2 separate regions of the Sus scrofa genome follow, and region 1 is linked to region 2. A link is a contact called in public Hi-C data. All regions are on one chromosome and are shown on one strand. The core of a region is the stretch at or near the end of the contact, and the rest is flanking DNA. Distances in the headings are between cores, read along the strand shown.

Region 1 (4,635 bases), core at 386-2,885, 450 kb after region 2:
TAGGCAGGAAGGGATTTTTTTTTTTAATCTAAAGTAATTACCCTTTTTAGTTAAGTACATTCAACAGATGAAATTTACACAGAGAGTGAGAGACTACAGCACTAGACAGCGAAGGTGAAAACCCAGGAACGCCGCGTCTCGCTACCCGCTGAGTGTGCAGCTCAGTTGGGGGTGGGGCGCCCTGGTCCCTCTTGTTTCCCAGGGGCCATGGGTGGCGGCGACGGCGGTGACCGGACAGGCATACTGTGAGGCGCTCCTTCTCCGGCCACAGACAAAACCATCCTACAGCGGCTGCGCCAGAACTTCCCGCAAGTTATCAAACTCGCCTACACGTGAGAGTGGGCTGGGGATACCCAGCGCACCCACGACCCCCGAAATCAGGGGTGCGCGGCCCCTTTCACACACAGACACCCGGCCCTGCGCGCTTCCTCCCACGGTCAAGTTCCTGCAAATCCTCGCCCAGACCGAGGTCGCCGAGATGCTCACTCGAGTCCCCTCTCGCGGGCAGCTGGGGTAGTCCAGGAGCGCCGCCCGCATCCCATGACCCACCGGGTATGAGAAGGAGAACTGCGAACCCCCGGAGGACACGCCGGCGGGGTGGGGGTACGTGGAGAAGTGTCCCCTGGATAAACTCCTCTCCTAGGTGGAGCTTCTGGGGTCTGAAGACTGAAGTGTGGGCAGGGAGAAGAGGGTGTGCGTTGCACTTTGATTTCGTGCAGAATCTTGGAAGGAGAGAGGTGCAAGATCTCCCTCTCTGAAGGCATGAGCCCCTCGGCCTGAGTTCCCTGGGACGCATTCCAATAACCCGTGGTCGTTGGCTAGTAGGGATTCCACCCAGCGAGCAACCCAAGGTCTGTGCCAAGAGCCCCCAGTCTGCCTCTTCCCGGGACCTTAAACTTGGGCTTTGATACCCGGCTAGTCGTGGTGGTCCTAGCTACCCGGCAACGTCTGACAGCTGAGCGCAAAGCGTAGCGGAGCAGCCCGGGGCGCGGACGCCGCGGACAGGGAGGAGGCCGCCCGGCCTGGCACGGCGATCGCGGGCTGGGGGCCGGGGCGCCCGGGCCTCGCGGGGCCGGGAGCAGGGCCGTGGGTCTGACAGCTGCTCCGGCTCGCGCGGACGCGCGCCTCCCTTCAACCCGCCCTCCCCACGCCTGACTTATTACCCTCTGCTCCTCCTCCCCCTGCTGTTCCAAAATACCCGTCGACGCGAGCAAAATACAATGCCTCCTCTCCCGCCGTAAACAGCCAGGCGAGAGAGCGCACAGTCGCCTCTGCGCGTCCACCGGCTCGGCTCCCACCCCCTTCCCGTTCCTAGAAAATGCCATAAAAGCGGGCAGGGCGCTCGGCGGGCGGCTGCGCTCCGGGCGGCCGCGGTTCCCTTCCCGCGCCGCTTCCCCATGTCTCCCCGCCTGCCCCGCGCGCCCGCTCCCCCCGCCAACTTGCCCCACCGCCCCGCCCGCCCGCCGCCGCCGGGGCCCGGGACCCGCGGCCGGGGACTCACCTCAACAGAGAACTTTGCGTCCTTTTCCGCCTCCTCTTCCCCGCGTCCTCCTAGCCCGCAGCCCCCTCCCGGCGGTCCGCGGATCGGGGGTCACCGAAAGCTCGCGGAGAGGACGCGCATCACATGGCAGCTCGTTCCCAGCCCCCCGAGTATGCCGAGAAGGGGGAGGGGAAGGGTCGAGGGAGGCCGGGGAGAAAGCGAGAGCCCGGCGGCAGCGGGAGTGGGCAGGCGGGGTGGGCGAGGGCGGCGGCGGGCGCTCGCGTTAGCGCTGCTGCGACCGCAGCCCGGGCGTGCACGGCCGCTGCTGCTGCTGCTGCTTAGGCGGCGGCTGCTCGGCGCTGTTTGCTCCGCGCGGCGCGGCTCGCGCTCTCCCCGGAACGCCCACACTCTCAATCGCTACATTGTTGACATTCGGCGCTGACGTCACCCGCTCCCCATTCACAATAACTTTACGGGAGCCGGGCAGCGCACCTCCCCGGCCGCTGGGGCGCCGTACGCCCGGCGACTAGCGTAAGCCACTCCGCGAATGGCGCTCCCAGGGCTGGGGCGGGGGACAGGGGGCGGGAGCGCGCTCGGCCTGCTCGCGGGAGGGGGCGCGCCTCACGCCGCCGGCGCAGCTCTCCCCGCTTTGTGCGGCAGAACCACCGAGAGAGCCCCCTGCTCCGGGCCCGGCTGGCCGCCTGTCTCGGTCGGGCCTTGCCCGGGACTCACCCGAACCTTGAAAGGCCAGGGCTGGGGGCCGCTGGGGTGGGGGCAGTGGGGAGAGCTGGTGTGGCACGTGGGGAGGTGGGCAGAGCCCAGGGCACTACGCCCAGGAAGCGGAGCCAGACCTTGAGACCTGGGATTCCGGGGTTGTCTAGCGTTTCCCAGGAGGGGCAGAAAAAGATGCTCCACGGGCTCCACCAAGCTGACCGGTACCCCTCTTGGGAGGGGGTGGGGCGAGCAAGAGTAGCTTCTGACCCAACGTTGATGTTGACGTTGGAATCCTTTCCAGAAGGGCTTCAGCCTGCCCCACCGAGGGAGCCTCTAAGTCCCCACGCTGGGATTTTAAAAGGGGTTGCAAGCAGTTGCGAAGCTCACTGAAAAGCCTACGTCTGAGCTGCAGCCTCAGCCCCTACAGGGTTCCAACCACCCCCTGTCTCCCATTCCAGAGGCTGCCCGGCGCTGCCGCTGCACTTTAAGGCCATCGTGTGGCTGCCCTGTCAGAAGAAAGCTCGATGGTGGTTAGGGTTTTACAGAAAGTAATTAGGACTTAGACTGAAGGAACATTTGCAATAAAAGAAGGTTGTGTTAGCGCAGTGCTGGTGCCTGCAACTTTACTCCTGCCAAGGCCAAGAAATTCTGCCACGTTTCCCTGAGCACCTATAACTTGGCCCCCTTGTGTACCGGCAGTATTCCATATTATTACATGTGGTGCTGATTTTTAATGAATATTATAAAACTTTGGCTCGCTCTACTGAGAGAAAGATCATAAATCCCCCTGTAAAATGGGCACTGGCATATGCTGAGGAAGCAGCGAAGCGTTGCCCTGGGAGTCTTGTGATATCAGCCAAAGTGTTGCTCTGAACCACCTTCGTTTGAGGGCAGAGTTTTAAAAGGCCCTATTTTGAACGTCTGCTTGGAAGGCTAAGCCATAGCTGAAAGGAAGCAGAAGGGGCCAAAGTAATTTTTCTAACAGAGTTGCAGTGCCTCGTCGTGTGTTCTTCTGTTAGCCTCTCCAGTTTTCAGATGAAGAGAAGTCTCAGAACTGGGAGCCATCCTCCATCTCTTGACTTTGGGTCTGATGCCCCTTTTGACAAAACACCTTGCTTCCAATGTCCCTGACTGGCCTCAGGGCAAGGGCAGAGAGTACTGATGATCCCTGGTCTGCCCTGGAGGAGCCATTTCTTATCATCTTACAGTGATGTTTCTGCATTCCTCGTTCTTGTAAGCATGTGAGTGTCAATGAGATAACTTTACACATTTTGGTAGTACCAAGAAATGTTTTTCTCACAAGAGCCAGGCCTGAGAAGATCCTTGTGAGGTGGAATTCATTCATTTCTTTTTAAGCAGGCCACAGCCTCCAGCTGTGAAAGGAGTCGGGTGCTTCAATCAGTGTGGGGTGTGGAGCGGAGTGGGGTGGATGGGTTACTGCTGTAGGCTGATCTTGCAACCTTGCTTCTGGTCCCAGATGGATACAGCAACGGCTATTAACTGTCATTTCAATTAGTCTGCCACAGACTGGAGCTTCCTAGTTTGAAATTGTCAAGTATGAGATGGGTCAGCAATTAGAGATGAAAAAAAAAAAAAAAAAAAAAAGGAATGCAACTCTGACAGGTTGTGTTCGTTAGTCATTTAAAGAAGTTGAACGAGAACTAGTTGACCTCTAGGGTCACGTTGAGTACTGCAATCAGCTGCCTCTGTTGCTGTCAACGAGACAAAATCTCTGCCTTTGAGGAGCTGGAAGTCTGATGGGGAGTTTGTTATTTCATTTTCAAAGTTAGAAGCAGGTAAATTTGGAGTTCCCGTCGTGGCACAGTGGTTAACGAATCCGACTAGGAACCATGAGGTTGCGGGTTCGGTCCCTGCCCTTGCTCAGTGGGTTAACGATTCGGCGTTGCCGTGAGCTGTGGTGTAGGTCGCAGACGCGGCTCGGATCCCGCGTTGCTGTGGCTCTGGCGTAGGCCAGTGGCTGCAGCTCCGATTCAACCCCTAGCCTGGGAACCTCCATATGCCGCAGGAGCGGCCCAAGAAATAGCAACAACAACAACAAAAAAGACAAAAAAAAAAAAAAAAAAAAAAAAAAAGAAGCAGGTAAATTTGAATTAAAGCCTATAAAGCATACTCAGAATTATATGAAATTAGGATGGTAAATCAAGAATTGGACTCTTTTTTACCAGAACTGCTGCAGAGGTCAAGCTGTGGATGGCTTGAACGTTTGCTGGCCCTTCGTTGGATCTGCAGTGCTGCTCTGGGCACTTCAGGCATTTACAATGTGAAACAGATGCAGGTCTTTCCCTCTGTATATTCATGGTGGTAACTTGAGTAGAGGTCAGTTTATTTCCTATGCCTGCAACATTCAACCTTTCCTGATATACTTTTTTTCCCTACATAATTAGATGTGTGTGCTGGTCCAGAATATGGGCTTCATCTGT
Region 2 (4,833 bases), core at 1,048-3,547:
ATAGCCAGTTTGTCAGAAGCTCAGGTGAGAACTGTGTGTGTGTTAGGGGTTGGCGGGGGGCGGGGAGGGGGGGACGGACCGCAGTGGCAGGAGAGTCTCTTAAAGCTGAGCCTTTACCCAGAGGGTTCTGACACTTTCTGCATAAACAGTGTCAGAATCAAATTAAATTATAGGACCCCACTGGTGTCAGAGAATTGCTTGGTGGTGTTAGAAAGAAAATGCACAAGCTGGAATTAAAAGTCAGAATTGTAGGAAGGTAGTGGCAGTGGGAATGAAGAGGAAGGAAGATTCAATACTGAGGAAGGAAAATCAGGAGGACCTGGCAAAAAGTGATGGAAAAGGAGTGAAAAAGAGTTGAGGACACTAAGTTCTCTATAATTAGGGACTAGATAAAGAGAGAGTGGTGTCACCAGCTGAGATAACACAGAAAAAAAGCACAACCCTAAAAAATTCTTACTTCATATCCCAAACTCCATTAGAACAATGTTTCAAAAGTCTTTGCTTTCCAGTATAAACCGTTTTTCCCCAAATAAGAGAAAAATAGAATGAAAACAATCAACTCTTCTATGAGTGAAGGACTTGAAAGTATTACTGAAATTGGAAAGGAACAACCCTGAAAACCTCTTAGATTCTATCCAATCTGAAACACAGAATCTATAGGAGTGGTTCTCACACTTCGAAATGTCAAGTTCTCTAAAATAAAGGCTACAAACCATTTCCTCATGTTACTCCCAATACACAAGTACCAATTTTATCCAATTACAGTGGTGGAGAATCATAAATAAATACCCTGTTGCCAGTGGTCCATGATCACTAGCTTCAGAACCTCTGCTCTAAATGCAAGCCCACTTACAGAAAAACACTTCTAGCCAAAATACATAATTCAGGAGCCTGTCACCACAAGCTTAGCTCAAATAAACTGATCATCTCTTTCCTTAATTCCTCCCATCAAAAATCAGTTTTCTTTCTAGACTTCCCCATTTGTGTTAGTGATTCCCTTCATTGGGGGGTCAAAGGTCAGACACCCAAGGGATATCTTCCATTCCTCCCTCTTTTGCTACACACGTTCAATTTGTTATCACCAAACAGAAATGCCTTTCATGTTAGTTCCCTGCTGCTCCAGACCCAAAATACTGCTATCTCTTCCTAAGCAATAGGGTATATATGTACATAATACATTTGTGACTGAATACCTAGGCTCCAGATACTGGAGTTGGAAAATAATTTTTTTTCTACTCTCAAAAAAGCTCAAAAGTCTTGGGAGTGGCGGTGGGAAAGTATAAAACAAAAAATTAAAATGCCACGTGAAAAATGCGTAAAAAGGGGTCTTCAACTCAGGCAGGAGGTAGTAAACGAGAAAAAGCTCTTAAAAGGCCAGACTACTCATTTCCCAGAAAATTCTAACTCATCTCGTAATTCCTGCAGTTAATATTTTACACTTAGCACTAGCGGTCTCGCTTTGTCCTTCAATCTTTTTCTGTGTTTATGAACGGTCTCCAAAAATAGACACTAAATTCCCTGAAGGCAGAGACCGTAACGAATGTATGTCTCCTCAAAGAGCCATGCTGCGTCTTACACACAGCAGGAATACAATCAATACTTGTCAGTGGGCCGAAAAGACCAGAAAGGGACAGAAAGGAAACAAGCACAGAAGCTAACCGGGGGGGCTGGACTCGGCACACTTAGGTAATACACACGTCTAAAGGGCAGAGACGCAACCTAAATTACAGAAAAACCAAACACACTTCTTTCCGAAGGCCAGGTCTGCCACACGCAGTCAGGGCACTAGAAAAGGGGCAAGTAGGTGGAAAAGGGAAGGGAACGCTCCCCCCGAGAAAAACAAAAGGCTCCTCAAATGCGTGCGGACGCCTCCTCCACTGGCCAACCCCGGGGAGGGGGCCAGGGCCAGAATTGACCAGACGCCGCTTCCGCGTACCCTTAAAGCTGCGCATCTTCGCGTAGGGCCAAGGGGCAAGCTCCAGGTGGGCGGCAGGGACCGCCAGGCTCTCTTCCTTCTCTTACCTGCTTGACCAAGAACCTGCCCAGCTCGCTGCGGCTCTTCTCGCTCTTGGCAGCGATTAACCGCAGCGGCGCAGCCGCCACCTCCAACAAGAGGTGCTCCATGACGGCGGGCCCTCTGCACTGGGCAGCCACCGGCAGTCCCGGCTTCGCGCTCAGAGCCCGGGAGCTGCTGAAGTCTCCGCACCAGAGCTATCACAAACTACGCCCCTGGGGAAAGCGGCCGCTGCTGCTCCGCAGGCACTTAGAGAGTAACAGCACACGTGGGGGAGCACGCGGCGCTCTGCGTCATCAGCCCGCGACAGCGACGGACCAGCTCGTCTGGCCCCGCCCCCTGGGCAGCGGAAACACTGGACATCACTCTCCTGCCAGTTCCGGGAGGAGAATCCTAGCAGGAAAGGGTAGTTGAATCCATTTCTTGCAATGATGCGAGGTTCTGGAGACAATGAATGGCGGGACAGCGAAACAGAATATTCCGCTATGCGAAAGAAGCTAGGGAGTCCCTAAGGGCGTGTGATCAATCCTTAGCCCACCATGCCTCCCTATGCCTCAACACACAGAAAATCAGATGGGAGCAGAAAAGATTTGCCCCCTCTGATCTAGCAAGTCCCATTCTACACCTCTAGCCTAAAATATTTGCACACAAGTGTAACAAGTACACTCCTTACATCTTTCTTATCAAATATTAGAAATAAGTGTTCAACTGAGGATGAAATAAAGTATAGTATATAGGATAAAGAATATCCTCGAGTTCTGTCATGGCTCAGCAGAAATGAATCTGACTAGCATCCCTGAGGACACAGGTTCAATCCCTGGCCTCGCTCAGTGGGTTAAGGATCCGACGTTGCCTGAGCTGTGGTGTAGGTCACAGAGGAGGATCGGATCTGGCATTGCTGTGGCTGTGCTATAGGCCGGCAGCTGTAGCTCCGATTGAACCCCTAGCCTGGGAACCTCCACATGCCAGGGGTACACCCCTAAAAAGACAGAATACATATATTCTGAAACCACAGGAGTGCAGTAGAAGGGTTTTTTTAAAAGTGCATTTATATCAAGTTCATGAACAAGCCAAAATAATGGCAGACTCTTGGTTGCTTTGGGGGGGGGTGTTGATTGTGAAGGGGCCTAAGGGAACCTCCTAGGGTGATGGAAATATTTCATTAGCATTCCCTAGGTAGGTACAAAATGGGGGAAAAATCACCTGTACATTTAAGATTTTTGTGCTTTTCGGGGTTCTTGGTGTGGCTCAGTGATAAGGAACCTGACTAGAACCCAGAGGATGCAGGTTCAATCTCTGGCCTCCCTCAGTGGCTCAGTGGGTTAAGTATTTGGCTTTACCTTGAGCTGTGGTGCATGTTGCAGACTCACCTCCCTACATTGCTGTTGCTGTGGCCTAGGCCAGCAGCTTGAGCTCCCATTTAACCCCTAGCCTAGGAACTTCCATATGCCACAGGTGCAGCCCTAAAAAACAAAAATAAATAAAATTTTGCACTTTCATAAATTATACCTCTAAAAAGTGTTCTTAAGGTGGGTAGGCCTTTCTGTATTGACGTAAGTAGATCTCCAAAGGAAGTTTATACTATGTTTCAAACTTTCAAAAATACGTTTGAATTTAGGAATGGATTAGCAATGAGATCCTGCTGTGTAGCACTGGGAACTATGTCTAATCATTTATGATGGAGCATGATAATATGAGAAAAATGAAAATATGAGATAATATGAGATAATATGGGAATGTAGACATGTATGTGTAACTGGGTCACCTTGCTGTACAGTAGAAAATTGACAGAACACTGTAAACCAGGTATAATGGAAAAAAATAAAAATCTTTATATACAAAAAGAAATGCTCAATAAATGTTAATCAGGATTATTAAACAAAAAATGTTTGAATTTGAATTTTTTTTTTTTGTCTTTTTGCCATTTCTTGGGCTGCTCCCGTGGCATATGGAGGTTCGCAGGCTAGGTAGGGGTCGAGTCGGAGCTGTAGCCACTGGCCTACACCAGAGCCACAGCAACGCGGGATCCCAGCCGCGTCTGCAACCTACACCACAGCTCACGGCAATGCTGGATCGTTAACCCACTAAGCAAGGTCAGGGATCGAACCCGCAACCTCATGGTTCCTAGTCGGATTCGTTAACCACTGCGCCACAACGGGAACTCCAGAAGTATACATATTAATTAACTTCTATTTGTTTTTCTCTTGTAAATCTGGTTTTTATTACAAGGTTCTCAGCCAAGAACTCAAGAAGGGTAGAGGGAAATTACTTTTCCTCCCCTATATACCCTTTCTCAGGAATCTGTTGAAAAAGATGCTCCCCTATATAAGGGTATAAAACAGAAGAAAGAAGATACGGGATCTAGAAAGTGAGAGATTCAACACAGAAATGTGAAAAGAAAACTCAAGATGACTGATAGAAATCTCAAGACTTTCAGCTGGGCAGCAGCAAATAAGCTAACAGTTCTGGAGTAGCTAAGTTGTAGATCACATTAGTGGTTGCCTGGGTATAGAAGTGAAAGACAAAACTGACTGCAGAAAACTGTGAGGCAACATTTTTGGGTGATGGAAATGTTCTTAGACTGGATTGTAGGCATTCCTTTGTGGCTCAGTGTGTTGAGAATCCAGCACTGTCACTGCTGTGGTTTTGGTTATATCTTTGGCATGGGTTCAATCCTGGGAACTTCCACATGCTGTGGGTGTGGCCAAAAAAAAAAAAAAAGATAGATTGTAGTAGTGGTGGCACAACTCTATAAATTTACTAAAATTGTTGAGCTGCACACTCACAGTGGGTGAATTTTATGGTATATAAATTATGCC

What was found. Hi-C and Micro-C count contacts between places; a contact is called where the count stands out from the background.
Region 1: a contact with region 2 is called in a Hi-C map of embryonic fibroblasts, with 1.6 times the contacts expected there. The contact joins the promoter of BACH2 here to the promoter of MDN1 in region 2. A contact is called at or near these places in 1 of 5 promoter capture datasets (liver), 2 of 47 Hi-C or Micro-C datasets (embryonic fibroblasts and skeletal muscle) and 1 of 2 datasets of contacts at active chromatin or transcription factors (skeletal muscle).

What each region holds. Positions count from the first base shown.
Region 1 is chr1:58,279,717-58,284,351 of Sscrofa11.1, forward strand. BACH2 (transcription regulator protein BACH2) reads right to left here and starts at 1,636. Exons shown (of 7, transcript XR_002343529.1): 1 at 1,502-1,636.
Region 2 is chr1:57,824,065-57,828,897 of Sscrofa11.1, forward strand. It overlaps MDN1 (midasin), which reads right to left and starts at 2,298. Exons shown (of 103, transcript XM_021089975.1): 1 at 2,023-2,298. The coding sequence starts at 2,124. It also overlaps the pseudogene LOC100523413.